Regions from separate parts of the Gossypium arboreum genome. Here region 1 is linked to region 2. A link is a contact called in public Hi-C data. All regions are on one chromosome and are shown on one strand. Each heading gives the region's core, a stretch centred on a gene start, on an enhancer-like site or on the middle of the called end of the contact. The rest is flanking DNA. Distances are from core to core; before and after follow the strand shown.

What was found. Hi-C and Micro-C count contacts between places; a contact is called where the count stands out from the background.
Region 1: a contact with region 2 is called in a Hi-C map of leaf, with 3 times the contacts expected there. The contact joins the promoter of LOC108489264 here to the enhancer-like site in region 2. A contact is called at or near these places in 3 of 5 Hi-C or Micro-C datasets (all in leaf).

Annotation. Positions count from the first base shown.
Region 1 is chr10:5,538,659-5,545,744 of ASM2569848v2, forward strand. It overlaps LOC108489264, which reads right to left and starts at 2,473. Exons shown (of 9, transcript XM_017793669.2): 1 at 2,170-2,473; 2 at 1,395-1,557; 3 at 322-496. The coding sequence starts at 1,523.
Region 2 is chr10:5,461,222-5,468,762 of ASM2569848v2, forward strand. LOC108489256 reads left to right here. Exons shown (of 10, transcript XM_017793659.2): 8 at 79-171; 9 at 269-715; 10 at 1,405-2,338. The coding sequence ends at 1,740. Among protein-coding and RNA genes, the nearest start is that of LOC108488655, 6.7 kb to the right of the region's middle. Within about 2 kb of position 2,485, at least 2 of the 2 cell types and tissues checked have an H3K27ac peak or open chromatin away from gene starts, as enhancers often do. A contact at or near this core is called in leaf, where this site is marked.

The DNA.
Region 1 (7,086 bases), core at 1,223-3,722, 77 kb after region 2:
TCTTATACTGCATTGCTTGTATTTTCATTCTTGAATGATGGTTTTAAGAATCTACTTCTCAGTACTGGTTTAGCCAATTCCATGGGCTTTGCTACATCCAGGGAGATTTCTCTTGTACAAGTCTATACCTACTTGACATTTGGCATTTTTTAATCTAATCATTTATGTATATATAAGGGAAAGATGTAAGTTGCATGCTTAATAGAAATGAAAATTCTATGAAACAGAACAGAAATACACAAAACGCATGCAACAAGAAATCAGCCCACGCCATCAGTGCAGACTAAAATTGTTCATGATGTAGGGCTAAGGAAAGCATACCTTCTGAGCTTTCTAGTTGAGGCATGCCAGAGGGTGACACTTCATTAGAATTGCACCCTAAAGCCTGCCCAGTGTCTGCTACAATATGGGTCTCACGCTTCTCATTTTCAAGCAAACCCTCAACCTCCATGAGTTCATCATCTGTCGCAGGCACTAATCTTCCATTCCCATCAACCTGTATGAAATAAATTTCAATTTCAGATTGCAAATAAGAATAAATCAAACCTGAAGGTAGGAACTTAATTTTTTTTTTTTTTTGTTGATCATCACAACTCATGAACTATACTTTCAATAAAATAAAAACTTGAATATTTCAATACTTTAGCAGAACTCAAGAAACCTGTGTGTTTCTCGAGTAAAGCCTACTAGCTGTGAGATATTTTCAAAAACCAACAGAAGGGTTACAAGTGTTATTTTATTTTTCAAAATGAGATATATCCCTTTCATTCAGATATGTAAAAGCATCATTCCTTTTAATCTTTTATAATAGACTTGCTAACCAAGAACACTTCAAAAATAAGATTCAAGCTAATAGAATAACATAAAGTTAACTGAGATTAATTAGCTTTAACTAAGCAAAAGCTCAAACATGGTATCTCCCTTTTAAAAACCTATTGTTCCAATACTGATTGTAAATATCGTATTGCCTCCCAACTAATATTTTGACATGACCACATCATGTCATCAAAACCCAACCTGCACTCAAGACCATACTGACCTTCCCATTTTGTTTTCTAAATGAATAAATGGTAGTTACTCACCAAATTCATTTGCCTTTCACAAACCAGTAACTAGCTAATTTGGCCCCAAAAATTGCTGATATATAAAGGACCAATAATCAATGACTGGTAGTGTAGAAAACACAATACAACACTTCTAATATATTTTATTTGACACAATCAAATAACTTTCTTATTGATTTTTTACATTAATGTAACTCAGATATCAAACTAAAGCAAATCCAAGTCAACATTCTTGGTTCTTGCATGCCTACACGGGAAAATGGGAAGAAGGCACAAGTTATTTGTATATCAGTGGGGGGGGGGGGGGGGAAGATTAGCTGAAAGAGGTACCCGGACGAGCTTGTAAACAACTGGATCAGTAACATTCTTTGGTGAAGATAAAACAAAGTTACTTGTCTCAAGGCCAGTCTCTTCAAATTTCCCTTCATCACTCCCCTCAACTTCAACCACTTTTTCCATGGAAAATCCAAGACATGCAGCTTAAAAACAAAAACTGGAAACCAAAACCAAAAAAAAGGCCAAATGAATAGATTCATCAATTTTCATTGATATTTCAAAATGAAATTTTCATTTATGGACGGAAGAAAAAAAAAACACAGCAAACAGAAGTCAAATCTTGCACTTGCAATATGGATATAATTTATTAGGTCACTTGAACTTGCTCAACAGTCAAATAACCTGCTTTCTTGAATTGATTACCAAATTCACCGAAAACAGTCCAAATTTTAACACAGCGTACAATATAAATACTAATCCACACACAGACACAAAAATAAAACCTATATTTCAAAGTAAACAAAAACGTGATAAAACAAGCTAATACATTAAAATTTCCACTTAAAAATATACAAAACAGCTCTTTTAATGTACCAAAATCCCCAATTCAATAAATTGAAACCCTAACTCTCAAATTCTAACAACCTAAAGTAAAATATGCACGTTCTCTATCTAATTATATTTCCATACAAATAAACAAGAAAAAAGAAAGAAAGAACACATAAAAACCTCACAGTTTTCTATAATTTATCAAATAAATTGCATTTTAACTACACATAAAGAGGAGGAAAAATTAAATTTTAAAGAAAAAAATTAAGGAGTTTGTCACCATAGGACTGTGATTGCTGACCGAGTTGACTCAGCCCCCCTCCAAACGACAAACAAGAAAAGGACTGAACGTGGCAAATTTGTAGCGAGTTAGATGCGTTACAACTGAGTTGATAAAGCGAGTTAACGAATGAAAGAGAGAAACTTCGAGAATAAGGTAAAGGATTTTTCTTTTTTAGTGAGAATTTTTTGCGTTTTTTTTTTTTCTTTTCCTTTTAGCGAGCGCTTTGGGCGAGTGAATGCGAGTTTCCTTTTTGTCACGCTTTTTCAGTACGCTGAGTTTACTGTCATACAGTTCCGGATTTGAAATGTTCTTAATGTGTAATTTTATAAAATGGCGTAGAGTCCGGGATAATTTTTCGGGAAAGTCTTTTTGTCTTTTTGCGTACGGTTTACAGAATACTTTCTCTTAGGTTCGCTTTCTCTTTTTCTTTTCTATCCGGTCTGAACGAGATAAATTTAATTTTGAATTTTTGGATTGATTTAATTTAGTGAACTACAATTAATGTTATAATTTGCTAATAAGTTGTATTTTAGTCTATTTTGAAATGTTTCAAAATTATTCAAAAAAATTATTTAAATTATTAAGTTATTAAAATTATTGTTATATAAATTTTTCTATTCATCTTGTCTACATAAATAAAAAGTTATTATTATCTTTCTCTTCTACAATTTAAATTTTTTTCATAAAAGAACTTTAAATGTCATAAATTTATGAACTAAAATCTAAATAATTTTCTTCTTTGATCTCCAACACTAATCATTAGGTCAACTTAAATTTAAGGTATATTATTTCACTCATCGATATGTATTAACCTACTATACCAGATATCGAATTGTCAATTGAAGCTCTCTAACCAATTTAAAAAAAAAAAATTAACGATCTAGTTATTTAAATAAAAACTTTCAAATATGTCAATAACTTAAATGAAAACTTTTGAGTAATTTAGTGATCATTTTATAACTTTTAAAGTTTAATGACTAAATTGTAAATTTATAGTGGCTGTAAGTACAATTTACCCAATTAATTTTAGGTTGAAATCAGTTTTGGGTTAAAGTTATTTTTACTTTAATCATTTTCGATTCTAAGTCATTAAGAATTGGTACTCAAAATTTTAGATTCTTTGGATTATATATATATATATATATATATATAACGACTCAATTTCTTTGGATTATACAATGAGTTAGCCTAAATTGCTTTGGTAATGTAATATGATATCACACATTTAGATCTAGCAATTGAGTCGAATGTTACAATATTATTTAAAATCAATAATTGAATTATGTAAATACTCTATTTTAGATTCAAGTGAATCAAGTTTCTTATTTAAGGTTCATTTGGAAGGACAGTGAGATTAAAAATAATAATAGCGACGAGATTAAATATTATAGCAATAAAGTTAAAACTTGTGATGGAACATATATATTTAGATGCAAATGTAGCAGTAGCAATGAGGTTAATAGTAGTAAAAATATAAAATGACCTTTAAAGATATCAAATTAAAAATTTTAGGATAAATTACTTAATTAATCACCCAATTTTTAAACATTTTCATTTTAATAACTTAAATAAAAATATTTACAATTTAATCACTACCATTACAATAATTAAACATTTTAATCACTCAATTATTAACTTGGTAATAATTTTGAATGCAACGTTCCACATCATGTCCACAAAAGCAATAATTTTACAAGTAAAAAATTCGGTTGAATATAATGAAAAACTAGTGGCTTTGGGTTTTTAACCCTAAACCAATGAAACCAAAGAGTGACTATTACTTTGGATAGTCAATCGAAAGAAAATAATTTACAGTACTTAATCTTATTACCACTATTATTTTTACTCTAATCGCAGTTAAATGTACAATTCATTTAAACTTATCCTTAATTTAGAAAAATTAGAGAGTCCAAATTAAAGATGTTACCACTAGAATCTCCTCAAAACTCTATTAATTTTCAAAATATAAGCAACTATATATTTTATCATTCTATTAAAATTCTAAATATAAATAACTTAATATATTTTAACAGTCTACTGTATTATAAATTTGGAAAACTAAAGTTTTGGAATCTAAACTCAATCCATATTTTAAATAAATATTTTTATTCAAATTTATTTTTTAAGAATAATGTTTTTCCCCATCTTTTAATATCGGATTTTAAACAAATCTTTCAACTTCGAGTGAATAATCAGATTTTAAACAAATGTAACCATAAATTGAAAAAAAAATTGGCCAAAAATCATAAATTGAGATTTAATTTCAAAATAAAATAACAAATATCAATCAAGATAAAAGTGGAATAAAAAATATCATTTAATCAAAATGTTGATGTACAGTACAGCTAGCCCATTCAAGAGATGTCCATCCCTCAAATCAGTCAAGCTCCAAAAAGTTTGTTCGGGCTTAAAAGCCCATATTCTTTTCAATAAAATCTAAAATTCTGCTATTTCTTTTAATATGCATTACCTTACCATTTTAGTTTATATATTTTAATTTAATATTTTTGTTTTTATATTTTTAAAATTTTAAAACTTAAGTCATGATTAAAATCTAGTTGCTTGATATTAAATTTCGTTGTTTCCATACTTTTTTTTTTTATGCGAAAAACATATTATTATTTTGAATAATTTTATTATAAGTTATGATTATATCTGTTTATTTTTACATAATATTTAGAATTATCAATATCTCTTCTTCAACTCGTAAATAGGAGGATAATGTGCTTTAACGCACTTGAACTCACATCCTTCTACATTGACAACAATACCCATATTTTAAAATATACAATGTCATGTCAACTTGCTACTTTTGCATAATATTTACAAAAAGGCCACATTATTTTATTTAATGGATTTAAAAGGTTTTCATACTAATTAGGATTAAAATTTCAAAATTAAAAAATATAAAGATGATCAAAGTGAAAATAGAGACTAAATCCGTAATTTATAAGACTAATAGTAGAATTTGGCCTAATGGATTTTATTGTTATTGTTTAGTTCAAGACTAAAATTTTAAAATTCAAAAGTATAGGGACTAAAATTATTAATTATTTAATTAAAAGTACATAATTAAAATTGACCAAATTAGAATATAAGGATTAAATCCACAATTTACCGTGACAGGACTAATAGCAAAAGTTAATATTGATAAAATAATAAATATTTAAAAAGGATTTTATAGTAAATTTTATGTATTATAATTAAATTTAAATATTTAAATATTTAATTCTAAAATTGGAGTTCGATATTTGATTTCAATTTGATCAAACATCTATTTTTAAACTTGAGCTCAAGTTTGATTAAATTCGTCTATCAATTTTCGTACTCAAGTACTTGATTCAATAATTAAGACTTGGGTTAATAATAGGCGTAATGCCAAAAATAGCTCCTAATGTTTGATTGTTTGGTCACTTTAGCCATTTATCTTTTTTTTTTGGAGCACTTTAACCCCTAACATTTATTTATTTATTTTGTCAATTTGGTCTATTTTTAATAGACATGTTGATGTGGTTGTTAAATGTTTAACAGCGCTGATGTGGAAATTTTATTTTATTCCACCTCGACGCCAACGTATTCCACATGTAATTAAAATAAAAAATAATTCAAAAAAACTTTTATTCATTAAAAAAATAATTAAAAACATCAAACGTTAAACACGCAAAAACTGAATTGTTTCAGAAATGAGAAGGCCGATCCTAAAAAAATAAACACTTGAATCAGAAAATCTAAAAAAAGAGAGAGCGAATATTGAACCCTAACTCGAGAAAGTAAAAAAGTTGTGCAAAAGAAGATTACCCAAAGCCTGTTGCAGAATTGCATTTTAATTTTCGATGATATTTATGTAGGCTTTCTATTTTGGGTATGTTTCTGAAAATTTTTACATTGAAAACATTATACATGTTATTTCAATTTTAGTTTAGGGTTTTAGAGTGGGTGGTCTTGTATAGCCAACCAAATTTTAAAATTTGGGCTATTTAGCCCTAATCCCTCTCATATTTTGTCCCTTATTCTAATAGCTCCTATTTCAATTAAAACTATTAATTTACACATTTGACCTCTAATTTAAAAACTATTCCAATTTAATCCCTAGTAATATTTACTTATTAACACGGTTTTTATTAAGTAATTAATTAATTAATTATTTTTATTTATTTATTTATTTTATTTTTAATTTCTACTACACTAATCTCGATATCTCACTTGAGCCCACGATTTAAATTACTCGATTCTACTAACCTGACTTTTAGGGTGTGGCAGTATATGTAACAAACTAATGTAGTATACAATTATTGCTATAGGCAACGATGTGGGTTTAGGGTCATTTTGTTAGTTACTTTTGTTCATGGTGCCTACAATTACCCATACAAAGAACTATTTTGTACATGACATACGATTGTCAAATATCCAATATTTTAGTGCATGTAACATTCTCTTATATCTCCAATTGCTCACTTTCTTTATATTTCCCTCAAATTAGCTACAAATACCAATTCAAATGTGGGCAATTTATGTCAACAACAAAGTTTGAAGGTACTAGATATACAAAACACAAGAACATGACACCATGCTTTTCAAATTATAACATTCTACATAATGTGAAACATAAGATAAATAATACATTGCAAATAAACATTTTCTTGTAAAACTCTGTCTCTTTCTTGAGTGATTTACTCTTTTGCTTCAAGCTCATAATCTTTATCTTTGATTTAATGTGATCCACCACATCATCTTTGACCTATTTATAATCGTTCTCTTTACCTGTAACGACCTGATAATCGTGGGTGTTGGAAAATGCATTTCTAGGATTTCGTTTTCGTAAATCGGATTTAAAAATATTTACGAAGCTAGTTGTGTAGTTAATTAGGTTTCGCTTAAGTGAATGTACATGAATTAAAAGTAATTAGATATAAA
Region 2 (7,541 bases), core at 1,235-3,734:
GATTCTGGAATAATTACCCTTTTTTTCATTGGTCCTTGCAATGGAATGTTCTATAATATGGTGTTGTCTTGATAGCAGGCATATGATCCCCAAACTGGTTATGATTTACCATATTTTAGACCTTCAATAGATGAAACTGCAAGAGGACAGGGTCTACTATCTCCTCAGGAGGTTAGTTCCAGTAACATGCATTTAGATAATATTCATTCCTGAAAGTGCTTGTTTATTTTTATCACTTAAATTGATGCAAATTTTAAATGGTACTCAGGCCTTAAGCGGGCATGCTGCCAACATTCCTGCATCAACAATACCAATGGTGCAGCAGCAACAACCTCCAGTAGCACAGATTTATCCTCAAGTTCATGTGCCCCATTATGCTAATCTTATGCCATATCGTCAGTTTGTCTCCCCGATTTATCTGCCACAGATGGCTATGCCAGGTTATTCCAGTAACCCTGCTTTTCCACATCCATCAAATGGTAGCAGCTACTTGCTCATGCCAGGAGGTAGCACTCATCTTGGTGCAAATGGCGTCAAGTATGGGATTCAGCAGTTCAAACCAGTCCCTGCAGGCAATCCTACTGGGTTTGGGAATTTTACCAGTCCGTCTGGCTATGCAATCAATGCTCCTGGTGTAGTTGGGAGTGCAACAGGTCTTGAAGATTCATCTCGGACCAAATATAAAGATGGCAACATATATGTTCAAAATCAACAGGTAAATAATTGTTCTTCATTCTAATAGCACTAGTGTATGAGCCCCATATAAACTAAAAATTGAGGCCTTTGTTTCAGAGATTAGAGTGTTTTTGAATGTCCTTTTTCGTCTGGGTTTGGGTTGAATTGTTCTGTCAAAACCACATGGTGTCTAGGTATCTTCTCAAAGAATGTTCCTGTCAGTGAGTTAAAAATAATGAACATTATGTAGATAATATCTAGGATGTCTGATTCAAGTTTTTAAGTTACTGGCCCTTGATTTTAATACTATTTATTGAGTCAGGGGTCTACTATGGATTTGGCTGCTCTTGATAATTTTTCATTCATTTTTCCCAATGCACCCATAGCCATTCTTCGTACGTGTTGAGCTGTAGTCAATGACTAGCCGGAGACATGTAAATTATGATCAAGAACATATTTGCCAAGCAATAGAGTTTCACCCTTACCTATAGGTTTTGTAGTTTGATTTTTGCACTTATGGAAATTGGCTTTTTTATGATAAGTCATCAGATCAAAATTGAGCGTGTTAAGAGCATAAATGAAAGATTATTTCAGTTTGTGCACCTTGAATTTTCTGTAATGCTACTTGTGTTTCTTTGGTTTAATAAAATGTTCTTTTGTCCTTGCCTTGTGTTCACTTGGTTAGTTTGATTTCATAGTCTCTTTGCTGACTGCATTGTTATTTGACAGGCTGATACATCAGATCTCTGGATGCAGAACCCAAGGGAGGTACCAAGCTTGCAATCTGCTGCATACTACAATATGCCACAAACACCACATGGTTATATGCCATCTCACACGGGCCATGCTTCTTTTAACGCTGCTGCTACACAATCTACTCACATGCAATTCTCGGGTTTGTACCATCCTCCTCCTCAGCCTGCTGCAATGGCAAACCCACATCATCTAAACCCTGCAATGGGTGCCAATGTTGGTTTTGGGGTTGCTCCAGCAGCTCCTGGGGCTCAAGTAGGTGCTTACCAACAGCCTCAATTGGGTCATCTTAACTGGACAACAAACTTCTGAATGGTATCAAGCTAACCCTTTGTCTTGTAAGGGAGTGAAGTAGCTATAGGAAGTTCTAAAATTTTCTTTGTGAAATAACCCACAATCGTTTTAATTCAATGCATAATGGTGTTTAATCTCTTCCAACTCCTTTTAATTGCTCTAAGCCATTGATGTTTGTCTAGCCTAAGCTTATTAATTAAAATGGAAAAATTAGAACATCTAGTTCTAACTTATTACTACTACCCACTGTAGTAATTCACCTAAGCATAGTGTACCACTCAAGTGTCAGATCCATATATGTGCCTTTGTTTTATTCATCCCATTGTTTATTATTACTACTACTAGTAATAGGAAGTACTATCATTGAAAGGGTTTATGTTGCATGATTCAGATCAGAGATGGATTTATTTTTTAAATGTTTGGGTGCCTTGCCCTGCCTTGGCTAGCCTAATGGGGATGGCTTTATCTGTTTGTTTGTTGAGAGGACTTGGACTGCCCGTGTGATCTCTTAGCTATGTTCCATTGCTATGCTAAACTTCAACCTGTTTGTTGTATTGGGACTTATGACTAGGCTAAACATCATATAATGTAATTGGATTAATTTGAATGAATAAAAGCTGATCTATGGACAGATGATGATGGTACTGGGAAAATGCGATGAACTTTATCTTTGTCGGCCCCCCATGGCTATACATTGTTATTCATAACGAGAAAGGAATCTCTACTTTTCTTATTTTTTGCGCATACCAACCTAGTGTATTCTGTATGGTCCAACCTTTCTCACGTACTATAAAGTGCCATTATAGCTTTTCTATGTTGCTCTGGGATAAAAATCTAAATAATTATTTTGTTCAATGTGACGAGCTTTCGTTTTGCCCTTAATCTCCAGTAAAAACCGTGACGGTTTTTCTACTTAGAAATATAGGTCTTGAGCTACTTATTTCTTACAAACCAGTATGACCGTCTGATCGAAGGTTAGATCATACCGGGATAACACGTGACCCTAAAAGTTGTTCTACAACGAGAAAAGAGGCTACTGTTTGATCACGAACATCATGTCACGTGTCAAAAGCCCATTGGATCAAGCATGGACAAAAATAAGTCTGGGCTTGAGCAAAGAAGAGTGGGATAAAATAATCGGTAGTACTTGTTGGCAAAGGAGCAACAAACAAATGTTTTGCAAATGCTTCACCAAGAGTTAAAAGGGTTTATGACAAATAAATGAGTGAATACATATAATAATAAACTACATCATTAGTCACTAGTCTATGAGTAAATTTTTGTTTTGGTCACTTAATTAAACAAGCTACAATTTGGTTATTAAACTATTCAAAAGTTTTCATTAAACTACTAAACTATTCCAAAGTTGTTATTTAAGTTATTGGGCTATTAAGTGTTTTTTTATTTTTATTTTTAAAGTTCCGCCAATTAGCTCTAAATGATGATTCGACGATCAATACGGTGGATCAGTACCCATCAATGAGTAGAAGAACAAATTTTATATTCAAGTCGATCTGACTCTCAGCGTTAGAGATCGAAAAAAAAAGTTGTTTGAATTTTGATTCTCAAATTTGGGATGTAAGTTGTTTCATGAGAAAAGACTAAACTAAAGAGGAGAGAGAGAGAGAGAGCTCTTGATTGATGTAGGTGCGAATAGAGAAAGCCATATATGATTAATATTAGCAGTTCAATGATTTAAATGAAAACTTTTGTATAGTTTAATGGCTAAATTGTAAGTTTGTTTTAATTAAGCGACTAAGATGAAAATTTACTTATAATTTAGTGACTAATAGTGTAGTTTAACTTATATATAGTCATTTGAAGTAATATTTAGGAAATTTCTTTTTTTATTTCCAAGCTACAATTTATTTATTTTTGGCACTGAAACAAGTATTACAAAATTCATAATTATAGAGAGAAGAAGGGATTTCTTGCTGACTTCGATATTGAAATAAATATGAAAATTTACTATTAAATCAATAGTAGACCTGTTCATGGGTCATGTTACTTGTTCATGCTCAAAGTACCGCTCGAAATTCAAGAGGGTTTAGACAGAAATATTAGGCTTGAAAAATAGGTTTGAGCAAAAAAATTAGGCTCATTTAAAATATGCGATGGGCTTGAACATTCAAGGTCCCGACCTGACTCGTTTTAAGTTTATAATATTTTTATGTTATGTTATTTTTATATATTATGTAATTCAGAACACATTTAAAAAAATAAACTTATATTAAATATATAATACTATTATAATATAAACATTAAAAAATGTTAAGATGACTATATAAAAATTTTAAATAAATAAAGAATGTATAAAATTATTAAATATTAAAATAAAATAATATAAATATTAAAAAAATTAAAAATAATATGTACAAATTTGAGCGAAAATTTAAGTTTAAATTTCGAGTCGGACTTGAACAAGCATAAAAATATTACTATTATGCTTAAACCCGACCCAAGTTCAATCCGACCTAACTCATAAACACCACTAATCGATAACAAGTTACAATCTATTTTTACTTGTATACATGCTCATTACTTTGTCACAATCTTTTTCTAAATTAGATTTATCAAATCAAAATCAGCTTTAAGCTTTATTAAAGCTTTATATTTTAATAAGTATAGGAGCCACGAGTGTAATGATTGAGCAAATAAGTACCCACATCGACCCATGCCCATCCCTTATTTTAATTTCATATTTTGTTGCCAAAATCCTAAGAAACAAAAGATGTTGTTTTGACAGCAAATACGAGTAGTGCAGTTGAAATCCATCAACCTATAAAAGAAAACGTGTCGGTGCTAACTATAGCAAAATTTCCCATATCTAATGGGAGACATATCATATATTTTAATATGGTGTTGCATTTGCATCCCAACACCTCAATCCAAAGTTTATTGCCACTAGCTAGGCATGCCCCCAGTTTGTTATTATTATACATCTGCTTGCGTGCTCTCTTGTCATGGATGCTTGAATACATGTATACATGCGTGTTGTATGTTATTATTTTAGTCAACTCAAAATTTGAATTTATAATATTAATATAATCGTTTTATTAATAGATGTCGAGTTATGAAAATTATTAGGCTTAATTTGATACTACTAATAGTATCAACATCTTCTAATTCTAATTGAAAAAGTCTAATGGTTGAGAAAGAAAGAAAACCTAGGTTGGGATGTTAGGAAATGAGCAGCAAACGAGTGCCCACCGATATATATCTCAAATGGTGACTATTTATCACAACTTTTAAGTCTTTGATAAAATTAATAACAAAACAAATTATACTTTACTCAAAGAATAAAAGCAAAAACAAAAACAAAAAAAAAAATTATACAAATATAAAGTTTATTGGATTTGAGATTCAAATATTAACATCTTTTATGCATATATGGTAATCTTTAATTAGTAATGATGTATAAAACCACATAATTATAAGTATATTCTATGTTGACAGCATAGCTTTGTGAAATATGATATTATAAACTAATTATGATTTGGATTGCATTAATTTCCTGTTCACCAAATCAGCTGCATGCATAATTATTTTGCTGATTTGCTAAAAAAGAAAGGGTGTTTTTGGGGTTTCCATTATCAAGTCCATTGATTGATTCTCTGTGTTTTATAATGTCTAACTCCCATGATTTAGTTAAAATTTTATTTATTTATATAGAAGTTAACGTAGATGTAGCATCACAATTTTTAATCTTTGTGTCTAGAACTATTCATAAATATTTTTTAATCTTTGAACCCACATCTTCCTATATTGACATTAATACCGATGCTAGACTCAATCGACTTGAATAGTAATACTTAAAATCTTTATATATAATAATAGCATACATTTTTGCTCTAAATTTATTGGTTGAATAATACTGATACTAGTCTTCACTCTTTACCTAAAGAGAAAAAAAAAAAAACTTGGTTGATCATTGTGAATCTTTAATAAATTTATAATACTAAACAATATTCTCACTAAATATATTAAAAATATAAAATTAGTTATCTATTAATCTATTTAATACAAAAGTTTTATATTAAACAGTATATGAGGAGGTGAGCCTCTCAAGAGCCTAAGGGGTTGCATGTATTTATATATTAAATAAATGACTTTAGCCTCGCAAAATAAATTTTATATTTTCATCTATTTTCCATTTTTATACTTTATTGGTGTTAGAGAGAAGGAAAAGGATTTTGAGTTAGTTTATTACTCCAATGAGCTAATCATTTTATTCAATTGTTGATGCAGCACTTCTTATGGATCACCAACGCATTGGTTTTGGAGTAGAGGTTCGAGATGAGAACGGAGCTTTCGTAGAGGCAATGTCCGGTCAGTTAGGCCTTTGTGTAGCCAAGGCAGTGGTTATATGAGAAGCTCTCTTGTGGATAACATTATCTTTGAATATGATTGCTTAGAGGTGTTCCTTGCTTTGAACTCACACAATCGCCACACCACTGAGTTCGGATTTTTTATTTGGTACTGTTCGCTGCAATCGCAATTTCAGCATCTATGATTTCATTAGATTCATTGGAGTCATAATAAGGCTGCTCACCAGCTCACTCGTGTGGCATTATTTCAAGCAAGCCCTCATCTTGTTTGTTAAATTTTTTATAATTGGAAGGGAGTTTAAGTTTGAGTGTATGGGATAAGTTTAATCTTTTAAACTTTTTACAATTAAATTAATATCTAATTAATTTGTAACATTAATTTAGCGAAATCGTGGATTTTGTCATCATGGGTGAAAGAAAATATTGTATGTTAAAAATGTTTTTATTTTAAAATTTATTTAATAATGAATATAGGTAGAGTACTAATTAATAATATAGATAAAGTGGTAATGAACTTGTATTTTAATGCTATTAAATATATATTCGATCCTTAAATTTGTAATTTTTTATTTAAAGATGATATAAAAGTGTGAAGAGATAACATTGTCATAATTATAATATTAATTATAATTTAAAAGGAGTATTTCTATAATTTCTAAAACTAATATTTTTAGGCACCAATAAAATTTTGCCACATCATCAAAATTTAAAGACATGAAATTATTATTATATTCCCATCCATATTCAACTTACTCTCCAATTTTAGTGTTTTTTAAATAAAAACATAAATAATTAAAATTAAAAAATCAAATAACATAAAAACTTTATAATTTACACAATTCTTATTATTGAAATGCAATATAATTTTTACTTTTAAAAATGTATAACATGGAATAGAAAACAGTTTAAAATGGGAAAAGGAAAAATCCACGGTCTAGAAAAAAAATAGTTAGCACAAAAATAAAAAATATATTAACTCATAGAAAATAAAATGATTAAAAATTGTAAAAGAAGAAAAATGTTTGTTTATAATTTAAAAATTAATTATTTTTCAATTAATTTAATTAAATTTAAATTAAGTTGAAAAGATAGTAGATATAGATTAGTATATAATATTATTTTATTAATCTTTAAAATTTAATGGCGTGGCGATTGAGTTTTAGCTAGATTGACATCGACATTGTTGTCAGTGGATTTAAGTTTGATGAAACGCATTATACTCTTATTTAAATATTAGAATGGACTACGAATAATTATAAGTATTGTAAGAAAGATTTAAAAGCTAGTATATCACCCTGACGTATCTCAGGATGAGGAAAAATCGCGCCAAACTCATCACCCACAACTCCTTGATTCGTATGAACTAAAGTTTCCACAGGAAAAACCAAATTAGGGTTATTGACCGACTGATAACATTATAGCAGAAGTAGAAAGACCCGATGGAAGAGATGATTCCTTGCTACCCGACACCTCCTCAATAGTGGATGAATT